2 separate regions of the Mus musculus genome follow, and region 1 is linked to region 2. The links are chromatin contacts, called in public Hi-C maps. All regions are on one chromosome and are shown on one strand. The core of a region is the stretch at or near the end of the contact, and the rest is flanking DNA. Distances in the headings are between cores, read along the strand shown.

Region 1 (6,618 bases), core at 323-2,822, 340 kb before region 2:
TATCCTGGGTGACACTGAAATGGACCAAGGAGTCCACATGTCTCCTCATCACATTACTTTCCATTATTTGGGTATCTGCCCTGGTTTTCCCTATTTGTACAATCTAAAAAGACCAATATCATAGAAGCATAGAGGAGAAAAGTGGATACCAGAGCTTAGGGGCTCATTAAGAGAGATGAAGAATGAGAAGATTCTGACCAAACATACAAAGTCTTAGAACACATGATTTAGTGACCTATTGTGCTATGGGTCATAGCTATTGTAGATTGCAAAATTGCTGAGATATTTTTAATGATCTAATCACAAGACTGATAAATTGATGAGGTGATGGATGCTAATTAGCTTCACTGCATCTTATACAATGTTCACTTCAGTCAATGTGTCATATCATACTCCCTTTCTCTCTTTCCCCCTCTCTCATATCTATCTATATATCTATCTATCTATCTATCTATCTATCTATCTATCTATCTATCTATCTATCTATCTATCTATGGCAATTAAAAATAAACAAATTAGTTTAAAACTTCATTTCATTACTTTTGGCTATAATTTAAAATCTGAACCATACTAAAATCATTCTGTTTATTTTTAAAAGTTTATTTTTACATTTACTATATATTGTACATGTGTGTATATATATATGCATGTATGTATTTATGTACATGTGTATACATATACTACAGTTTTCATGTAAAGGTCAGGGGACAACTTTTGGGAGTCAGTTAGTTCTTTTACCATTTAGATTCTGGGGACAGAACTCAGTCCTCCAGGCTCTGCTTCAGGCACTTTCACTGCTGAGCCATCTTGATGGCCCTGTAAGCACATTTTGCAACAGCTTGTCTAGCATGCCCCTTTCCAGTTCTGCTAGGTCTTGCCTGGCTGTAGGCTGTTTGCTGAGCAGGCCCTGAGTCTTGCTCTGGTGGGCTCTTGAGCGTGCTTTTCCATGACTTAGAGAGCCTTTCATGTTCCAAAGCTCATGAACTCTGAGTCATCTTTCCACCACCCTCCTCTTTTCCATCACCCCTACCCGGCTTCTATCAATTTCATTCCCACCTCAGGATACATTACATGCTTGTTATATTCATTCTGGGCAAGCTGGGCACACTAAAAATACATCTAACGTCGGAAGTGTGTGATGGATGAATGCATCAGAATGTATAATTCTTCTGGAAGAACCGCCTGGAGTCTGAAATATAAGTATCACATAAACAAAGGACATGAGGTTTAAGAGCTCTGAGTTAAATAAGGCTTCGGTGGACCCAAGTTCAAACTCAATTTTTTATTCATGAAAAAGTCACATTTCTTGTTGCTTTAAAGAACTGTTGTTCATGTACCGTGCCTCACGGATGTTACTTATAAAGTCTGACTCAGAGAATTTAGGAAAGGTTCTCTTCTGTTTTGATCAATGTGTCATATATGGGAAAAAAATCACACTTCAGGACAACGATGTAAGAGTTTCTAGCCGTTTCTTTTCAGGATTCTAAAAATAGTTTGTGTATGAGGGGAGTCATGGGTTGGGGCAGACACTATGTGTGTGCATGAGGGGAGGCAGGGGTGGGTGGGGCAGACACTATGTATATGCATAAGCCATGTCATAGGTGGTGGGGTCATCCCTGTGGAACAGAATCTGTGCCTGTCAACCTGGGTTATAGTCTTCAAATGGCTCTGGAGATGTCAATTTCTTAAAACAAAGGAAACTGGACACATGCACCCAGCATTAGCTGAGCCAAGCTGGCTGATCACCAAAGAAACAGGGAATCTTAGGAGTAAGCAGGCCGAGGGAGGCAGATCACACTCCTAATTACCTCCACAGCACCCTCATTTTCATATGCATGGCAATAGCTTGCTCTAAATGTTTGTGCCTAGGTTTAAACACTCAGGAAAATTCTAATTAAGGAAGAGCTGGTAGTAGAGGGTTGTACATTTAAAACAAACATAGGTTTCCTTGACATTCAGGAGTGATGCTGGCCACACATCAGTATGTATCACGCAGTCAGCTATTCTCTAGTAACAAACCTTATATTTAAATAAGTGGGGCAAAGGAATATGGTGCAGCCTCCTCCGTGTAGAAGGCCGTGTGAAGTGAGGTCAGGTCTGTTCTGTAGTGGTCATCTCATTCTCTCTCCTGGGTGGATCTTTGTCTCATTTCAGAGTATAGGTAGTTCCCCTTCATAGTTATATTGGTTCTTGTGTATGTGTATTTTATTGTTGGGGACAAGGGACTCATGCAAATGGGATCATTGCCTAGTGTCTCCTTTGAGTAGGTCATTATTCATGTAACTCATTTTTTTTTTTTGCATGTTGATTTTATGCCCTACAATTCTATTGAACTCATATTTCAGTTCCAAACATTTACTTTGAAAGGAGTCATTAGGGGGCTGGGGAGTCAGGAATGCACTTGCCTTGCCTGAATTCCATCCCCCAAACCCATAGCAATAAAAGTTCATAATCCCAAGCTTCAGAAGGCAGAGATGGGCAGATCTCAGTGGCTCGCTGACCAGGCAGCTTTGTTTACTTGTTAAGCTCAGGTCAGTGAGACTTCATCTGAAAAACAAAACAGAAACAAACACCAAAACAAACAAAAAATACAACTAACTGGCAACACACACACACACACACACACACACGGTTGGTGGTAAACACACACACACACACACATAAACACTCACACACACACACACACACACACACACACACCTCTAAGTGCAGAAGGGTCATTAGGGATTTAAACTACTATTAGGATAGCTTGGTGTTTTCTTTTCTTGTGTGATTGTTTCTGTCAGTACATTCATATTGCATAGACATGTGGTGGCAATAGGTACCCTCACCATCTCTCATTATTTGGTTTTATATACTAGACTAATCTTGAATGTCATAGATAAACTCTGTTTGGTTAGTATGTGTAAACTTTTGGATGTATTACTGAACTAATAATTCCCAGTATTGGTCAAGCCCAACAGAATCCCAGCACAGAGAGAAGAGGTAGTCTTGAAGTCTTCCTCTTAGCTGAGGAGCTATTGAGAGTTGATAGCTTCTCTTCCAGGAGAGGAAGAGTCAGTTTTCTTTAAGGATGTGGCCCCTGATAGGTAGAGGGGGCTCTGGAGGATGGGCATACAGCCAAGAGTGTGTACGGCAGCGCAGATTGGTGTGTTTTAAAGAGCGGATCTGGGAGGCGGCAAGGGAGGAAAGTCATATGATCCTTTCTCTGAGATTGGCATTATTGTGCACCCTGGTCACTTGCTGCTTCATTCATTCATTTCGTGCAGCCTAATAGACAGCTTCATTGAGATCCAGGTTTGTGTATGACTCTGTCAGCTAGGTTTCCTAGCTTTGCAGAAGTAGGGGGTCACTACCAACATGGTAAGCATGAATGTCTGTTGGTGTGCATGTGCCATTGCATACCTGTTAAGGTCAGAGGACAACCTGGAATACCTGGGATCAACTTCAGCTTGTCTGGCTCAGAGATTCTCTGACACTTCCTCTTCCCCACTCCATCCCACCCCACCCCCTAACCTCGCACCAGCCCCAACTTTACATCTTAAGATGTTCTATCAGCCTTAGCTTTACAGTGAGCATTCTCCAGTGCATTTCAGGACAGTGGGTGGAGTCGCTGACCTTGATGTGTTGTAAATAGGCAGTGGTGGGCTTTTATGAAAGAACATGAGACTGACTGTTTTGTAATGGTACAATCTGAGGAAACAGAGCCAAAGCACATTCAGAAAATAGGTGGGAGTACTTTTTTCTTAAAATGCTTTGTTTTTATTTTATTCATGAATATTTGCCTGAATGACTGAATGTATGTGTCTGTACACTGGGTGTCTGCAGTCACCAGAGGCTGGATAGACTTCCCCTAGAACTGGAGTTAGAGTTAGTTTTGACCTCCCATGCGATGCTGGGACCAGAACCTGAGTCTTTTGGAAGAGTAGCAAGTGATTTTAGCCACTGAGCCATTTCTATTTCCCCAAAGTACATTTCCTTACTCCTGTGTTAACTCTGTCACAGTGCATAGCACAGCATGAGGTAAGACTCCCACTTAAGCAGATTTCTGTGGCTTTACTATGACAAAGACTATTTTGAATTTGGTTCATGTTTTCTTAGTTGTTTTCATGCTAAGAGATTTATTTATCTTCTCTTGGACTACACTCTGAGATGAGAATTATAAGATAAAGGAAAAAATAATGAAGAAAAATAATTGGCAGACTCCTTCTGAGACTTCTCATTAGAGGTGGATTTACTGAGGTGTTTGTTGGCAAACCTGAGACTTACATGGAAAATCTGGAATCGAGTTAGACACTGAATGTTCATGGGAACAGACCAGACATCAGAGGAGGACCAGGGAGGAAAAAAAATTGCTGAGAACAGATGCTTCATGCCCTTGGAACTTAGCAATAATTGTTTTTAGACTGATCAGAGTGAATTCTATGCTATCTATCGATTTATATTGCAGAAGAACTGCAGAGGTAGAGAAGATAAGGGCATCCACCTATCGAATTGACAAGGTCTTGTTCACAGTGTAAATAGTCATGCTCAATACTCAGGACTGTCCTAAAATGAAGGGAGCCACCATGAGATCATCTCTCCCTTCAGAAATGAGGAGACGGAGGGACAGATGGTCCCAATTCACAGACTCCATATTTGCCAAATCCTGGTTCTTTGGTCACTTTATTACATTGTAGATGTTGAAAGATGTTTGCCCAGGAACAGACATTTCTGAAAAGGCCTTTTCCTCCCTCTTTCCTTCCTCCTTCCAACCTCCCTCCTTTTCATTTTTCTCTGACCTCTCTCCTCTCCTCGCCTTGCCTTGCCTCGCCTCGCTCCGCTCCGCCCCTCCCCTCCCCTCTCCTCCCCTCCCCTCCCCTCTCCTCCCCTCCCATTCAATCTCTTCCCTGTTCTTTCAGAATTAGAAATATTGGGAGCAGTGAGAAAACACAGAAGATTTAAAAGCACTCACTGCACCAAGCTTGATGACCCAAATTCAGTCCCTGCAACTCCTGGTGGAAAGAGAGAACTGGCTTCTGAAAGTTATCCTTTGACATCTACATGTTCATCATGCTGTGTGCATGTTCATGCACAAGCACATACAGAGGCACACAGGCATGCACACCTACATACACTCACACACATGCACATACACTCACAACACATATACACACATTATACACATATACACCTACACTCACACATACACACATGCACTCACATACATGCATGCACACAGACACTCACACATATGCATACATACTTACACACATTTATACACACACATATACATATGAATTCACACATACATGCATGCACACACATTCATACACTTGCACACATACATATACACTTACACACATATAAAATCATACATACACATGCATACACACACATTCATACACTCTCACACATACACATATACATATGAATTCACACATAATATATGTATACATAGTCACACACTCACACATATGCATGCACACTTATACACACTAACATACACTTACACATATACATATGAATTCATACATACGTGTATGCACACACATATTCACATACTCACACATATGCATACACACACATTCATACACACTTATATACACTCACACATACACATGAATTCACACATACATGCATGCATACACATTCATACACTCACATGCATGCATGCATACTTAAACACATTCATACACAGTCACACACACATGCATACACACACACATTCATACACTTTCACACTCACACATACACATAATTTCACACACAAATTCATGCGCACATTCACACACTCACATACATGCATACACACATTCATACTTTCTTACACACACCCACCCATACACATATGAATTCACACACACATGCATGCACATACAATCACATAGTCATACAAACACACATTTATACACACACAAATTCATACATATACCTACACACATGCACTCACACATACACACACATGTATACACATACACTCACACATATACACATGTATTAACAAAGGCACACATGCACATACAAATTCACACGTTCACACATACATATACCATTATACACTCACACATGCAACATGTACACATTAGCACACACACATACATGCACATACTTTATAAACAAACAGTACAATAGTTATAATAAAAAAATTAAAAGACATAATAAACTTTGCTTTCTGCATGTATGAGAAAGCCAGAACATGGGCCAGAGGCATTTAGATCATAATTTTTCTTGTGACTTGATTCTACATGTGAATTAGCAGGGTCCATGGCCCCAGGTTTGGCCTTGATTATAATATGATAATGATGGATGGTGGAATGGATAGATGGACTACCCAATATTTTTGCATGTGGTGGCTTTGTCTTCTCATTACCCCAGCATCAACCTTGTTCCTGTATCTCTCAGGGGAGGCACATCAATACTTTATTGTAGAGAAACTAGTCTCCAACCCAAAGTGGCCTGGTAGTCTGAGCTGCATATCAATCTCTGTGACAAAAAAAGCACTTTATTCTTCAAAGTCCACTTGTTCCTTCTTCTTGCCCTTGAAAAGCTCCTATTTGAAACAGCAGGAAACAAAGGAAAACTAACACAGTTTATTCTTTGGATTTCTACCAGTCCAATTTCTTGTTTTAGTTTCTA
Region 2 (6,192 bases), core at 2,403-4,902:
CTTGGAAATTTAATTCTTTTGTGGATTAATCTTTTCTTCTGCTTGCAACTCTGTGATGTGGGGTTATTCAGGGTTAACCAGCCAAGTTCCAAAGCTGGTTTTCTTTCATCTTCTGCAGGCAACTCGTGATTCAAATCGAGAAATGTCTAAATCTGAAATGAACGTGATGAGAAGTCCTGATTGAAACAATAGGTTGTTTTATACTTTATCTTTTTGGTGTCCTCCTATTTTGTTGGACCAAAAATAATATAAACTACCAAAACAAGAAGATGGTACACAGGTGTTGTTATTGCATTTACAGCCCACTGTGGCTTTTAAGGTGGTTGCTATGGCAACGCGATCATTTATAGACTATAATCCCATTAGGCGAAACTGGTGATAAAGTAAGCTCATTATAACAAAGCTTATATCGCTTCACTTCCGGTTGTGTCTGTTTTATGGCAAATTACAGGAGTAGAGCTATTAAATAACAAACCCATAAGAGTGCTGTACTTAGTCATAAAATATTTTTGGACAGAGGAAATGGGAATTTGGAAAACTACTGCAAATGATTCTTTTGAATGTTAGCTAAACTTTGCAAACAAATGCAAATCATTGTGATTTTACAAGCTAAAGCTTAGTTTGCTCCTCCAAGAAGCTCACAGTGCACACACAAATAGGCTATCTATTCATGAAGCAGATGAGACAAAGTACGTTACCGACGACAGGACAGGTAGAATAGGAAGTCAGTATCAAAACTGGCTGTAGTTACTTTTCTTCTTCTTATGACAGAATATATAACACAAGCAGCATGGAGGGGGGTAGGGCTTCAGTCCTGGACCCCAAAATAAGCAATTGTGCTGCTCAGAAAATATGTCAGACATTAAATTTAAGTTCTGGTTAAGTTTTAGCTTCTCCATCTAAGCTAGGCTCAAGAGCAAAAGCAGAGTTAGACTTTCCACTGTTAGAAGAAAGACATCAAGATACTACATAGTTTCGTGATATTACAAAGATGCAGAGTTTTCTTAGTAAGACACCCTTTTAAAAAAAGAAAAACTTACACATATTTTTTTTACAATCCAGCTGCTTCCCCCATCAGTACCCTCTCCCACAGATCTTCATCCCTTTCCTCCTGTCCCCAGTCTCTGAGAGGATGTCCTCCCCACCTGACCTCTCCATTCCCTGGGCATTCAAGTCTCTTGAGGATTAGGCTCATCATCTACTGAAGTTAGACCAGGAAGTCCTCTGCTATATATGTGCCTGGGGCCTTGGAACAGACTCTTTAGGAAGATCCATAGAGCCTGAAAGCCAGGTCAACTGAAAGAAGAGCTAGTTTAGTTTACTTCTAATATTTAGTGTGTTGTTTGACTAAGATATGCGACAAGTTCTGCTTTGAAAAATAACTTTTAAAGATTTTATTTATCTAATTTTATGTATTTGAGTGTTTTGCCTGCATGTATGCATGTGTATCATGAGTGTGCAAATGTCCATGGAGTCTAGAAGAGGAGGTCTTAGAACCCATAAAACTGGAGTTACCCACAGTTAGGAGCCATCAAGTGGGTTCTAGGAACTGAACTCAGGTCCTCTGCAAGAACAGTGAGTACTCTTCAATCCCCAACACCCAATTAAAGGAACACCTTTTTTTTTCTTTTCTTTTTTTTTTTTTAAAGATTTATTTATTTATTATATGTAAGTACACTGTAGCTGTCTTCAGACACTCCAGAAGAGGGCATCAGATCTTGTTACGGATGGTTGTGAGCCACCATGTGGTTGCTGGGATTTGAACTCTGGACCTTTGGAAGAACAGTCGGGTGCTCTTACCCACTGAGCCATCTCACCAGCCCTAAAGGAACACCTTTCAATTCCAGCACTGGGGAGGTGGAGGCAGGAGGCTCCCTGTGGCTCACTGAACAGCCAGCCTAGCCTCAGTATTGACTCACAGATCCTAGTGATGTGGACAGTAATGAGTAATGACACCTCAGGTTGACCTCCGGCCTTCTCATACACCGATGATCTCATGGCTATACACACACACACACACACACACACACACACACACACACACACACACACATTCTTCTATCAAGGAGCAAGTCAGTACACTGTAAATTTGATAGCATTACGAGAGTAATAGACATCAGTTGGAAATCATCAGAAAAAATTTAAAGCAGAAACTCTGAAATTTAATTATCTCCAAGGGTGAACTAAAGACGGAGAACTTTTCATTGCCGTGCTCAGGAGTACTGCTTGAACATTTTCACATGCTTGCTTTTAATTAAAATATTGTTTATCTGCTTAGAGATCTAGATCATTGGAGGCAAACATATTTTTATCTCTGTTTTCTTGTCCCGTATGGGAATATTGTCCTAATTACAGAGTGTCTTAATAAACTACCTTTGTTTTGTTGGGACTGATGTTGTTTTGTAAAGTGTGTTGACCTTCACAGGAGATTGAACACTATCAACTGAAGCTCTCTGCCCCTGCTCAGCAAGCTGATATTTGCCAGTTTTTCACAGGAAAAAAATTCTACTACATTTAGCTTTGGAAGGCATTATGAAATCTAGCAGAGATCCTCTGTGTTCCAGGATTTAGGAATATATCCCTCATACCAGAACAAAACTCCTCTTGGGTGTATAGCTCTGACTCTTTTGCTTGGTCTTAGCACTCTTTTTCTCAGTCAGGTTGCCTTGTCCAGACTCTATATGAGGGCTTTTACCTTGTCTTATTATATCTTGTTTTGTTCTGTTAGGATGTCATCTCTTGGAGGCCTGCTCTTTTCGGAAGAGTAAGTGGAGGAGGATATGGATCTGGTGGAGTTCAAGGGGCTGGAAGAAGCAGAGGGCGGGGAAACTGTGGTTGGGATATATTTTACGAGAGAAACATCTGTTTTCAATAAGAAAATCCTATTTTTCCTGAACTCAGTGTCCCAAAAATGTTTTAATTTTCATTGGTGTGAAATTTCATAAAATAGAATTATTCTTCTTCTTCATTTTCCAGATACTAACAACCTGCGTTCAATGTCAAATCACTGAAATTCCCAAGTGGTTGTTATTGTATAATCTACACATTTTAGACACACACAATTAATTTCATAATATATCTCAATCCATTTTTTAAAGTAAATGAAATGCCCCTCAGGGCATAGTTTAGTAGCATAGGTAGTTAGATTATGGATTCATTGAATTACCAGTGTTCAACAAAACAATCATTTCATATGCATACCATCAAGGATCTACTTAACATTCTATGATGCTTAACATGTTAGAGGACGGCTTGTAAGCTACCTGGACTTTGTGTCATATCACTTAGAAGCTTCAATTACATAGCAATTTGAGGAGCATAATTAGATGTCAGACGATCAGACATGATGCCTAACCACTGAAGTAGTTTTGCAGGAAGGAGACGAGGATGGATCAAGCAAACTCCAGAAGGCAAACAGGAGTGAGTGGAGCTTGACACGGAGAAAACAGGAGTGAAATAAACACAGGGTATTTTTAGCAGCTGAAACAGCATACGAAAACAAAAAGCCGTTGCTGGGGAGATGAAGCAGTTGGTAACAGGACTGCCACACAAGTGTGAAGTCCCAAATTTAGATCTCCAGGATTGATCTAAATAGTTTTACCTGACTCATGTTTGTGACCCTAGCATTAGGGGGCAGGGAATTGAGGATGGAGACAGGAGTTCAATGGACTTGGTGGCTAACTAGTCTAGACAAATAGGGAAGTGCTGGGTCAGTAAGATAACCTCTTTCAAAAAGTAATGTGGAGAATTACCAATGAGGGAAGAAGACATTGATCTCTGCTTTCTGCAATGTACACATACCCATGTACACATATAACACAAATGTTTAAAACACACACAACCAATAAACTGTTGGTTTTGTTGGACAATGTGGTATCTATTTATGTGTAACTGTAGTTGATTCCTAGCCAGATAAGTGATGGTTTTTCCCTGACTGTTGGACAGAGAACATGGTACAAATTTTGGACCAAAGGTTTAGTTATTTTAAGTCTACTTAAAATATATCCAGAGACCTCATCAAGACATTTTGTATATAATGCATAATTGAACATATAAATGAACTTTAGATTTAGATAGAAACATGTATATTTTAAAAGTTAAAATGTAATTTTGAGAGGACAAGATTCATTTGATCATTAAAAGTGTATGCTTTTGTTTTTTGTTTCTACTGCCAAATTGTTGGCACTCTCTCAGTCGAGGGAGTAGCAAGGCCAGGTACAAAGTTCTGGGGCACTAGAGCAATTCAACCCAGAAAAAGCCATGCCACAGAAAGTATAGAGAGCCCATATCAACTGTGTCTGCAGCTGCACCCTGAGGAGTGTCTGTGACCTTAAGCCTGCTCTGACAGCTCTCACACTGTCCCTACAATAATGCTCTTCCCCTGCCTTCCACCTCTGTCACAGACCCCAGACACCACAGGATCATTTAGAAGGGAAAGTCTTTTGTTTCATAAAACAAACATTAATTTGCAAATGGTAGCATTTGTTTCTTGTGTCAGGTTCCATAAGGAATACCCTAATGGACACCTAATGGACTGCCATTACCATATCAACAAAGAATAAGTTGTTTTTAGGAGGAACAATGATTATATAACAATTAAGTAACTCCTGTGGACTCACTGGTACTTTCTTAAATTTATGCCAAGTGCTTGATTATTAAAATCATTGAAGGCAGCACAACAATTAAATCATCGGACTATCTAGTGAGGAGCCAGCTTTCCAAACAATGAAATATGGATTTTTTTTTTTAGAAATCCATGCTCATGATTCACAGAGCAGTCTCTCCTCATGAGGTGAACACGAACCAGAGAGCTTGTTGTCCACCTAACACCAGTAAATGTGTCTAGAGGACGACTCAAGGTCACACGTGTTTCTGAGGTGGTGAAGCATCCAAAGATGGCAGAGAAAGGATCCCAGTGTTTAGTCAGCCTGTGTGGTAAGAGACACAAGCACAGATCCCACACACAAGATCCCACAGAGCTGATGGAGCCAGGAAATGTTACAAGAGGTGTCCTAGAGAGAGCAGGAGTTGAATGGAGTCTTTGAAGATAGGCAGTGTAAGGGCAGAGATTTTGTGTATCATTATTGTAAAGCATAAATCACAAGATGAGACTTTACTTCATATGGGGAGAGAGAGGCAGCATGACTGACTGCTCAGACAGAGGATCCATTAGCAGTAAGAGGCTTCTGGATTCCAAGATGCAAGGGGTGTCAGCAAGGATACTGTGATGAACCCTGGTCTATTGAAGGTCTCTGTCCATGACACAGCTGGTTACTGAGAAATGATAGACAGTAATACAATATAACTTTTACTTTTTAAAACATTTCCTTTTCATTTTGTGTATGTGAGTGTTTGCCTGCATGTAGGTGTACCATCTGTGTTGAGTGCCCATGGAAGCCAGATGTAGGTATCAGTTTCCCTGGAATCGATATTGTACTGGCTAGTTTTGTGTCAACTTGACACAGCTGGGGTTATCACAGAGAAAGGAGCTTCAGTTGAGGAAATGCCTCCATGAGATCCAACTCTAAGGCATTTTCTCAATTAGTGATCAAGGGGGAAAGGCCCCTTGTGGGTGGGACCATCTCTGGGCTGGCAGTCTTGGGTTCTATAAGAGAGCAGGCTGAGCAAGCCAGGGGAGGCAAGCCAGTAAAGAACATCCCTCCATGGCCTCTGCATCGGCTCCTGCTTTCTGACCTGCTTGAGTTCCAGTCCTGACTTCCTTGGTGATGAACAGCAGTATGGAAGTGTAAGCTGAATAAACCCTTTCCTCCCCAACTTGTTTCTTGGTCATGATGTTTGTGCAGGAATAGAAACCCTGACTAAGACAGATATCATAGGTGGTTGTAAGCTGCCATGTGGGTGCTGAGACTCAAATCTCTTCCTCTGCAAGAGTAGCCTGTGCTGTTAACCACTGAGCATTTCTCCAGCCTCTGTCTCTTGTGGCTATCTTTACATGTTAATTGTTCTGTGTTCTTAAAGAAATGGTCACTCACTTAATTATATGGTATCTCATTGTAGGAATATCACCTTTCCCAGGGACTCACTCGGACCATCTATTTACTTATGTTACCAAGAATTAAACCCCCTTGGTTGTGCTTTCCTGTCCTGAAACTTGTAAGTCTTGCTGGGTTTTCAAGTAGCTGTATGAAAATTTCAGGATTTATAGAAGAATGAACCTGAGGGGGTAAAATT

The links. A called contact is a pair of places that touch in the nucleus more often than the background predicts.
Region 1: a Hi-C map of cortical neurons shows a contact between it and region 2, with 2.8 times the contacts expected there. The contact joins two enhancer-like sites. A contact is called at or near these places in 2 of 484 Hi-C or Micro-C datasets (cortical neurons and forebrain).

What each region holds. Positions count from the first base shown.
Region 1 is chr9:113,076,280-113,082,897 of GRCm38.p6, reverse strand. The region is part of intron 5 of Gm36251 (a long non-coding RNA gene); the gene reads left to right. Among named protein-coding and RNA genes, the nearest start is that of Gm36251, 44 kb to the left of the region's middle. Within about 2 kb of position 1,572, at least 4 of the 459 cell types and tissues checked have an H3K27ac peak or open chromatin away from gene starts, as enhancers often do. A contact at or near this core is called in cortical neurons, where this site is marked.
Region 2 is chr9:112,742,106-112,748,297 of GRCm38.p6, reverse strand. No RefSeq gene overlaps it. Among named protein-coding and RNA genes, the nearest start is that of Gm24957, 220 kb to the right of the region's middle. Within about 2 kb of position 3,652, at least 7 of the 459 cell types and tissues checked have an H3K27ac peak or open chromatin away from gene starts, as enhancers often do. A contact at or near this core is called in cortical neurons, where this site is marked.